Regions from separate parts of the Sus scrofa genome. Here region 1 is linked to region 2. A link is a contact called in public HiChIP or PLAC-seq data. All regions are on one chromosome and are shown on one strand. Each heading gives the region's core, a stretch centred on a gene start, on an enhancer-like site or on the middle of the called end of the contact. The rest is flanking DNA. Distances are from core to core; before and after follow the strand shown.

Region 1 (3,565 bases), core at 1,025-3,524, 220 kb before region 2:
GAAAGTTGCTAGGAGCTTAAAAATTCTCATAAGAAAAAGATTGTAACTACAGTGATGGATGTTAGCTAGACTTAATGTGGTGTATAGTTCACAATATATACATATTGAATCCTTATGTTGTACACCTGAAATTGTTGTGTGTCCAATATATCTCAATTTAAAAAAAAGTAACGCCTCTTCATATTATATGATATTTATTCCAATGGTCAATTTCTTACTAAGGGTGGAATGTATGGCAGATATTAATTAGTTTATTTCCAGTGTCTAAATTCTCATCGTATAAAACAAAATGAAGAGTAATGCTGGTCTAGAAATATATTATAGAGAAAGTGTGTGTACATGTACGTATCTTAATTTAGAAAAGTGAATTGTGTTTTTTTATTATCGCTCTTCCCGGCATACATAGAAATCTCTATTTCAAACATTTATTTAGCTTTACCAAGGCCCACAGCTTAGAATTCTTTGATTTGCTCATACCAGGATTTCCTAGCATCGGCACTAGTGCTGTCTGGGAATAGATAATTCTTTACTGTGGGGCTGTCTTGTGCGTTGCAGAATGTCAGCAGCATTCCTGGCCTCTGCCCCTAGAAGCTTGCAGTCCACATGCCCTCAGCTGTAACAATCAGTGCCAAAACCACCAGCACCCCCAGCCCCTCTTGAGAACCAGAAATTGCTCTTCACTGACTAAATAGATCTGTCCTATGGAATCAAAGAAAGTTCCAAACATTGACATGGGAAAATGATGATATGAGCCCCCTTCCATAAACTCCTTAAAGGATTCCTTTCTTCTATGTTAGTCACGCCTCCATGCCTGGCCAATAATAAGCACTCAATGTTTGCTAAAGGGAGAATGAATTATCACTGGGAACCAATCAGAAAACAGAGTCTGAGAAATTTAAGGTAAGAAAATAAATCTTACTTAATAGCCATTGATCCAAGTGTTCAAAGAAAAAAATTACATTTGTCTACCTATGTAAATAGAACAAAGCAAATGTGAGATTAAAAAACATCTCGAGTTTTTGAGTGCCCATACTAAACATATAAGAGATACAAGAGGAATAAAATTAGTCCCTGGCCTCAAGTAGCTTATAGTTAGGAAGATATGTATGCAAGCAACTATAATAAAGATTTTGAGATAGGCTCTGAGGGAGAAGTAAAATTCTGACAAGCAAAAGCTGGGTAGTAAGACAAGAGAGTAACTTCAGCAGAGCTGGGAAGTTGGGAAATGGACATTTCCTGAAGAAACAGTGAACAGTCTGGTTGGGAGCATTTAAAAAGAACTGTAGGGAGTTCCCGTTGTAGCGAAGCAGAAATGAATCCAACTAGTATCCACAAGGATGCAGGTATGATCCCTGGCCCCGCTCAGGAGGTTGGGGATCCGGCGCTGCTGTGAGCTGTGGTGTAGGTCGCAGATGTGGCTTGGATCCCACGTGGCTGTGGCTGTGGCTGTGGCTGTGGCTGTGGTGTAGGCTGGCAGCTGCGTCTCTGATTTGACCCCTGGCCTGGGAACCTCCATATATCACAGGTGCGTCCCTAAAAAGCAAAAAATAAAAATAAATCAAAGTAAAAAAAAATAAAAAGGTCAGTAGAGGAATTGTGAGACTGAAGGAAGGTAAAATGGGTCCAAAAAAGCCTGAAGGAGGAGTCTGGATTAACGGTTTTGTTCAGGTTGCTGCCAGGACAGTGACTCCCCTGAGGACCAATATGGTGACTCTTGGAGAAATTAAATCTAGAATTGCCAAATGATCCAGCAGTTCCACTCCTGGGCACACGCCCCAAAGAACTGAGAGCAGGACTCCAGCAGATTCTTGTACACCCGAATTCATGGCAGCACTATTGTTACTCACAACAGACAAAAGCGGGGAGCAAGCCAAGTATCCATAAACCAAAAGGGGTCCACTCATACAACAGACTATTATTAAGCTTTACGAAGAAAGGAAATTCTGACACAATGTTACAATATGGATGAACCTTGAAGACATTAGGCTAAATGAAATAAGCCAGTCACAAAACTGGTACACTGGAATGAAATAAATATTTTTAAGTAAGTATTTTAAATGGATAGCTGGTTTGAGGTATGATGTGGTCAGTTTTGAACTGTATTTCCCAATCAACGTGAGGTTTAAAGAGCATATTGGTAGTTTTCAATTTCTCCTGGAGAGAAACTGTGCTGCACCCATTCTACCCGGAAAAAGCAGCAGAGGCGTTCTGCTATCAGATCTGACCAGAGAGTGAACTGCAGGTAGGCACAGCCCCATAGCATTCTTACACAATGAAACTGAACTTTGACTTCAGCTCAGCACTTCCCTCTGGAAGAGGTTACCGAGGTTACCAGTTACTTGGCCCCAGATGTTGCTCAATCAGCAATCTCATTTCTTCCCATGTAAAATGGGTTAACAACACTGAGGGCTAAATGAGACAGCACTGTGACAGAGGACCTGGCAAGGGACCAGCAGCCTACAAGTCAGCCTCCCTACCTCTATCAGGTTCCCAAAGACAGAGATCATCATCCCCAAATCTCAGGCTACAGTCTAACCTCACGTTCTCCCAGTGCCTTAAAGCATGAATTCCGGTAAGAACTGAGTAAATATATGAGAGCATGGATTCGCGATAAGATCTGAAGGACTTCATTATAAACCTGCACACCAACACCACAAGTCTTAAGGCAGAAATATTTAGGAAAGCTCCAAGGATTTAATGCCACCAAGATTTTTAAATAAACATAAGTCCCTCACCACGTCTCAAAAGTTATGATGACTCCAGGCACACAAGAGGGAATGCTCCTGGTAACTAAGAAAAGCCGGGTCCAGGCCAGGCAGTTTAGTGACCTGAACAAAATTAGCTGCTGCGTGGGCCAACTACCAATGGCTAAATAAACATGATTATTTCTCTCGAAAAGACACACTCTTCTAAGTTAAAAAAGATTTCTCTGTGTAGCACTGGGAACTATGTCTAGTCACTTATGATGGAGCATGATAATGTGCGAAAATAGAACATGTACATGTATGTGTAACTAGGTCACCATGCTGTACAGTAGGAAAAAAACTGTATTGGGGAAATAAGTATTAAAAAAATTAAAAAATTAAAAAAAAAAAAGATTAAATAAAACTGACAGAAAATTAAGCCCTTCTGCCACTTTACAGAACCCTAGAAAAGGCCAATACAGGAGTTCCCATCGTGGCTCAGTGATTAACGAACCTGACTGGCATCCATGAGGACACTGTTTTGATTCCTGGCCTTGTTCAGTGGGTTAAGGATCTGGTATTGCCATGAGCTGCCATGTAGGTGGCAGACTCGGCTCAGATCTGGTGTTGCTGTGGCTGTGGTGTAGGCTGGCAGCTGCAGCTCTGATTTGACCCCTAGCCTGGGAACTTCCATATGCCATGGGTGTGGCCCTAAAACAAAACAAAACAAAACAAGCCTCATCCAAGTTGTGTGTATTCTCCCTTTTTATTGTTGAATAGTTTTGCATGGTACCATAGCTTAACTATTCACCTATTAAAGGATATTTTGGTTATTTCCAGTTTGAGCTATTATAAATAAAACTGCTATGAACATTTAAGTA
Region 2 (4,112 bases), core at 1,187-3,686:
ATCACCTCCCTCCCATCCTTCCCCCCGCCACCACACGTTGGAGCTCTTCCCCACGACAGGCAGCCTGGAGATGGGACCATCATCCCAGCACTGTCGGGGCCAGGATGAGGAATTACTCTTCTTACTGGAGTGCTGGGGAGGCCTTCCTGGTAGAAGCGGCATTTCATTAAAGAGCTGAAGATGGAGTAGATGGGGGGTGAGGTGGTTGGTGAAGTGTGTTCCAGCTGAGGGAACAGCATGTGCAAAGATGTAGAAGCGTGGATCATGAGGAATTCCCATCATGGCCCAGCGGAAACGAATCTGACTAGTATCCATGAGGATTCAGTTTTCATCCCTGGCCTTGTTCAGTGGGTTAAGGATCCAGTGTTGCCGTGAGCTGTGGTGTAGGCCAGCGGCTACAGCTCCAATTTGACCCCTAGCCTGGGAACCTCCATGAGCCTCAGGTGCAGCTCTCAAAAGACAAAAAAAAAAAGACAAAAAGAAAAAAAGCATGGATCATGAGCAGTATGGAGGTGAGGGCCTGAGTGCCCAGCGAGCCAGCTAGCAGGGGAGACTGTGGCCTCTGGGCCCTTCTTGCCCTGATGGACTTAACTCATTCTAGGTCATGGTTACTGATTGACCAGGGGGTTGGCAGGGTGGGGCCTCCTGCGGCGAGAATGCAGTGCCTAGGATGTGCCCAGCCAGCAGCAGACAGGGGCCTGGCTGGTGGTCTGGGCTATTGTAGAAGACTTCAGCTACAGGCATGGCATCCAGGCACAGTCAGGGAAGGGGCCATTAAGGCTGAGATCCAGGGAGGGGTCCAAGAACAGCCTGGGCTTGAGGGCTGCTCTGGACCCCCAAGGGCGAGGCTCCAGTGGGTCACGGATGGAACGCGAGAGTTGGCAGTCACAAGAAATGGCCCACCTCAGCCAAGGGAATCAGTGCCCATCACTGACTGTCCTTCACTCAGGAGATGGAACCCTGCCACAGGGCTGCACAGGTCTCAAGTGGGGGACAGAACCAGGGCCTCCCCACCATAGGTTTGCTGGGCCTGCCCTATGTCTGGGACATTCCCTCAAAGGTGTTGACTTTCAGACTGCTATAACAAAGGACCACAGACTGGGTGGCTTCTTAAAATTTATTTCAGGAGGTAGGATGGCTTAGCTCAAGGCACCGGCTTATCTGGCTCTGCCTGCACCCTTCACACAGTGGCCTCATTCACTTTCACCCAGGTAGCTCTGTCATCTGGAGTCAGTTGTCTATCACCTTTACCTGGGCATGTGTCACTTTTACCCAGATGTGGCTGTCAGAGAGCAGGACAAGCATCAAAAATACCCCAGGCAGGAGTTCCCGTCGTGGCTCGGTGGTTAATGAATCCGACTAGGAACCATGAGGTTGCAGGTTTGATCCCTGGCCTTGCTCAGTGCATTAAGGATCTGGCATTGCCATGAGCTGTGGTGTAAGTCACAAACGCAGCTCGGAGGAATCAGCGTTGCTGTGGCTGTGGTGTAGGCCAGTGGCTACAGCTCCGATTAGACCCCTAGCCTGGAAACCTCCATATGCCACAGGTGCGGCCCTAGAATCAGGGCCTTGCCTGTTCATGATGGGTGGAGGGGCCGCACTGTGGACAGGACATGCTGGGCTGGGCCTCAGAGGTCTGCTGACCTCGAGTGAGAATCCCTGCCACCTCCTGGGCTCAGAGTCCAGACCGAATGCAGAGACTAGTCCCCTGGTCTGGCTAGCCAGCCAGGAAGGTGGCCTCTGGTCAGTTTTTGCAGCAACGAGAACCAGTTTACACAGGCACCTGTCTGCCAGAGGCCAGGAGCGTGATGCATGTGCACAGCAGCCCTTGTTCTGGACCCTGAGCAAGGTCAAGGGGAACCTGGATGAGGGACACAGACACTTGGGGCTCTGCTCGGCCCACCCAGCTCAGAGTTGTACCTGTATCCTCACTGCTGAGCACTGGTGACCATGCTCATTCCACCCAAAGGGGGTCCCAGGGAGGGACATGCATCAGCTGCACCTGCCAGCAAAGTGGAAAATTCACAAAGCAATTTCCAGCCAATAGCACTCTGAGCAGTACCATCCAGCCCGAGACATCCAGGCTCAAGGAGGGGTCCCCAAGGTTGTGATCCTTTTTACAGATGGGCACACTAAGGCTCAGAGTTTGGAGACATACCAGGGGCCTGTAGTGCAGAGGTGGAAGAGCGAGTGGCGAGCTCCTGTGCCTGGCTCGCCCTGGCCCTCACTTTAATGACAAGCACACAGATGAGTCAATGAGCCTGCAAGCTGGCTGAATGGAGGCCAGATACCACATCCTGAAACCAATTCCTCAGCCCCCCATCTTGTTTCCCACCCGTGGGCTCCGAGAGAATGAGACCTGGGAGTAGAGCCCTTCCTGGGGGCCCAGTGGTGGTGTCATTCCTGGAGTCAGTCTGCAGGCCCAACCGGAAACCATTGTGGAAAATGCAAGCTCATGATGATTCTTGGGTGAACAAACATACTTCTATTTCCCTAAAAAGAGGCTGGAGGGGAAGGAGCTCACAGGGGAGACAAATGGGGAGGGGAACCCAGCAGGGATCAGGCCCCAGTCCTGTGTGTGTGCACATGTGTACACAAGCACTGTGCACGTGCACATGTATGCACCTGTTTTTCTGTATGTGTGCACGCACACGCGTGCACCCAAGAGCAGGGAGGATAGGCAGACCCCCACACACACACTCTTGGTGGACATGTGGTCCTGGGCTCTGAGCTCAAGCTCCCTCAGTGGTAATGGTAGTGACAGGGCCCCACAGAGAAGACAGTGCCAGGCAGCCACGGCCTGCAGAGGGCAGTGTGCATCCAGGGGCCCAGCACTGCGGCCCCCAGAGGTCTGATAGTGGACGCTGAGAGCAGAGCCCCAGGCCCTCGTGGACATGTATGTACACTCACCCTCTTGTGTCCACGAGGGACATTTCCATGAGAAGATCCTGAGCCTGAGCCCAGCAGGTGAGACAGATGGGTGCAAAAACTCTGGTCAAGGGGACATGCCTGTATCTTGAAGACAAAGATGGGGCCTAGCCCTGAGGACAAGGGGCTAGGTGTGGCTAAATCCCAGGCCACTGGGGGAGGGTGTGAGGAGCCAGAACTCAATATTTCAGCACGGTTACATTTTTCATCTCTGAAAGTTGTACAAGGTTCTGTGGACTCTTTGGTTTTTAGTTTCAACGCCTTCTCCACCTGGAATCAGGAACAAGCCTTTGTATTCATTTCCAGGCTCTAACCATGTTTGTGTCCTTCTACTCCTCCCCAGACCCGCTAAGCCCAGGGCATTGCTCCCCAGGGGATGGGGCTCCATTCCCTGGATGGTGGGGCTAGGACCTGGGTGGTGGCTCTGGTGACTGGACAGAGAAAAGGGGGCCAAGGGGAGGGTCTCCTTGGGACATGCCACAGGAAGTTAATGAAGATGGTGGTCGAGCCCCTTTCCTGGCTGAGTGACCTCCCCTTTCAGCCTGTTTCTTTATCAAGAAGGCAGGAATGGCAGCCCCCACTTGGGGCCACTGGGAGGAGTCAAATTAATACCCATGGGGAAAGGGCATCACAGGTAGCCCAGGGCTCAGGTGACAGCCCAGCCCGTCCCCTCACCTGGGACTGGGGGCTGGGAGGAAAGGGAGATGGGCAGGGGCAGGTGTAGGACCAGCAACGCCTCACGCAGGGCATGGCAGGAGAGGCTCAGGTTGGGGAGGTAGGAGTTCTGGAGAGGACTGGGGGGGTTGGGGGGAGGATTGGGGAGGACGGGGGGTGGACGCTGGGGACAGGGGACATCTGAGGCAGGTAGCTGACATGCAGGGGAGTGGCCCAGGCTGATGGGGGTCCAGGAAGGGAGCTGGGGCAGGACCTTGGCCTTGGGTTGGACACTGGAACTCAAGAGCCCTCAGGGTCAGCCTCAGCTAGAGATGCTGTCATGTCTTGAGTTGCAACCATCTAGAAAACACTCCTGAGGGAAGGATGAGACCCAAACATTTAATATTGATGAGCACCTCTGTACAATGAAGGTAAAGTGCTTGTTACAGAAATTATAAATAGTGAGAAAAAACACTTAGGAAAAAAGCAAGCCCCCGGGCAGCAAGCAGACAGGCGGGCAGGGCTGGGGT

Evidence for each region. HiChIP or PLAC-seq counts read pairs in DNA pulled down with a chosen protein or histone mark.
Region 1: a contact with region 2 is called in an H3K27ac HiChIP or PLAC-seq map of alveolar macrophages. The contact joins two enhancer-like sites. A contact is called at or near these places in 1 of 5 promoter capture datasets (liver), 1 of 47 Hi-C or Micro-C datasets (liver) and 1 of 2 datasets of contacts at active chromatin or transcription factors (alveolar macrophages).

What each region holds. Positions count from the first base shown.
Region 1 is chr3:42,865,435-42,868,999 of Sscrofa11.1, reverse strand. The region is part of intron 1 of FAM120A (constitutive coactivator of PPAR-gamma-like protein 1); the gene reads right to left. Among named protein-coding and RNA genes, the nearest start is that of FAM120A, 5.6 kb to the right of the region's middle. Within about 2 kb of position 2,274, at least 21 of the 83 cell types and tissues checked have an H3K27ac peak or open chromatin away from gene starts, as enhancers often do. A contact at or near this core is called in alveolar macrophages and liver, where this site is marked.
Region 2 is chr3:42,649,530-42,653,641 of Sscrofa11.1, reverse strand. It overlaps CARD19 (caspase recruitment domain family member 19), which reads right to left. Exons shown (of 6, transcript NM_001244277.1): 6 at 3,960-4,112. Among named protein-coding and RNA genes, the nearest start is that of CARD19, 18 kb to the right of the region's middle. Within about 2 kb of position 2,436, at least 9 of the 83 cell types and tissues checked have an H3K27ac peak or open chromatin away from gene starts, as enhancers often do. A contact at or near this core is called in alveolar macrophages and liver, where this site is marked.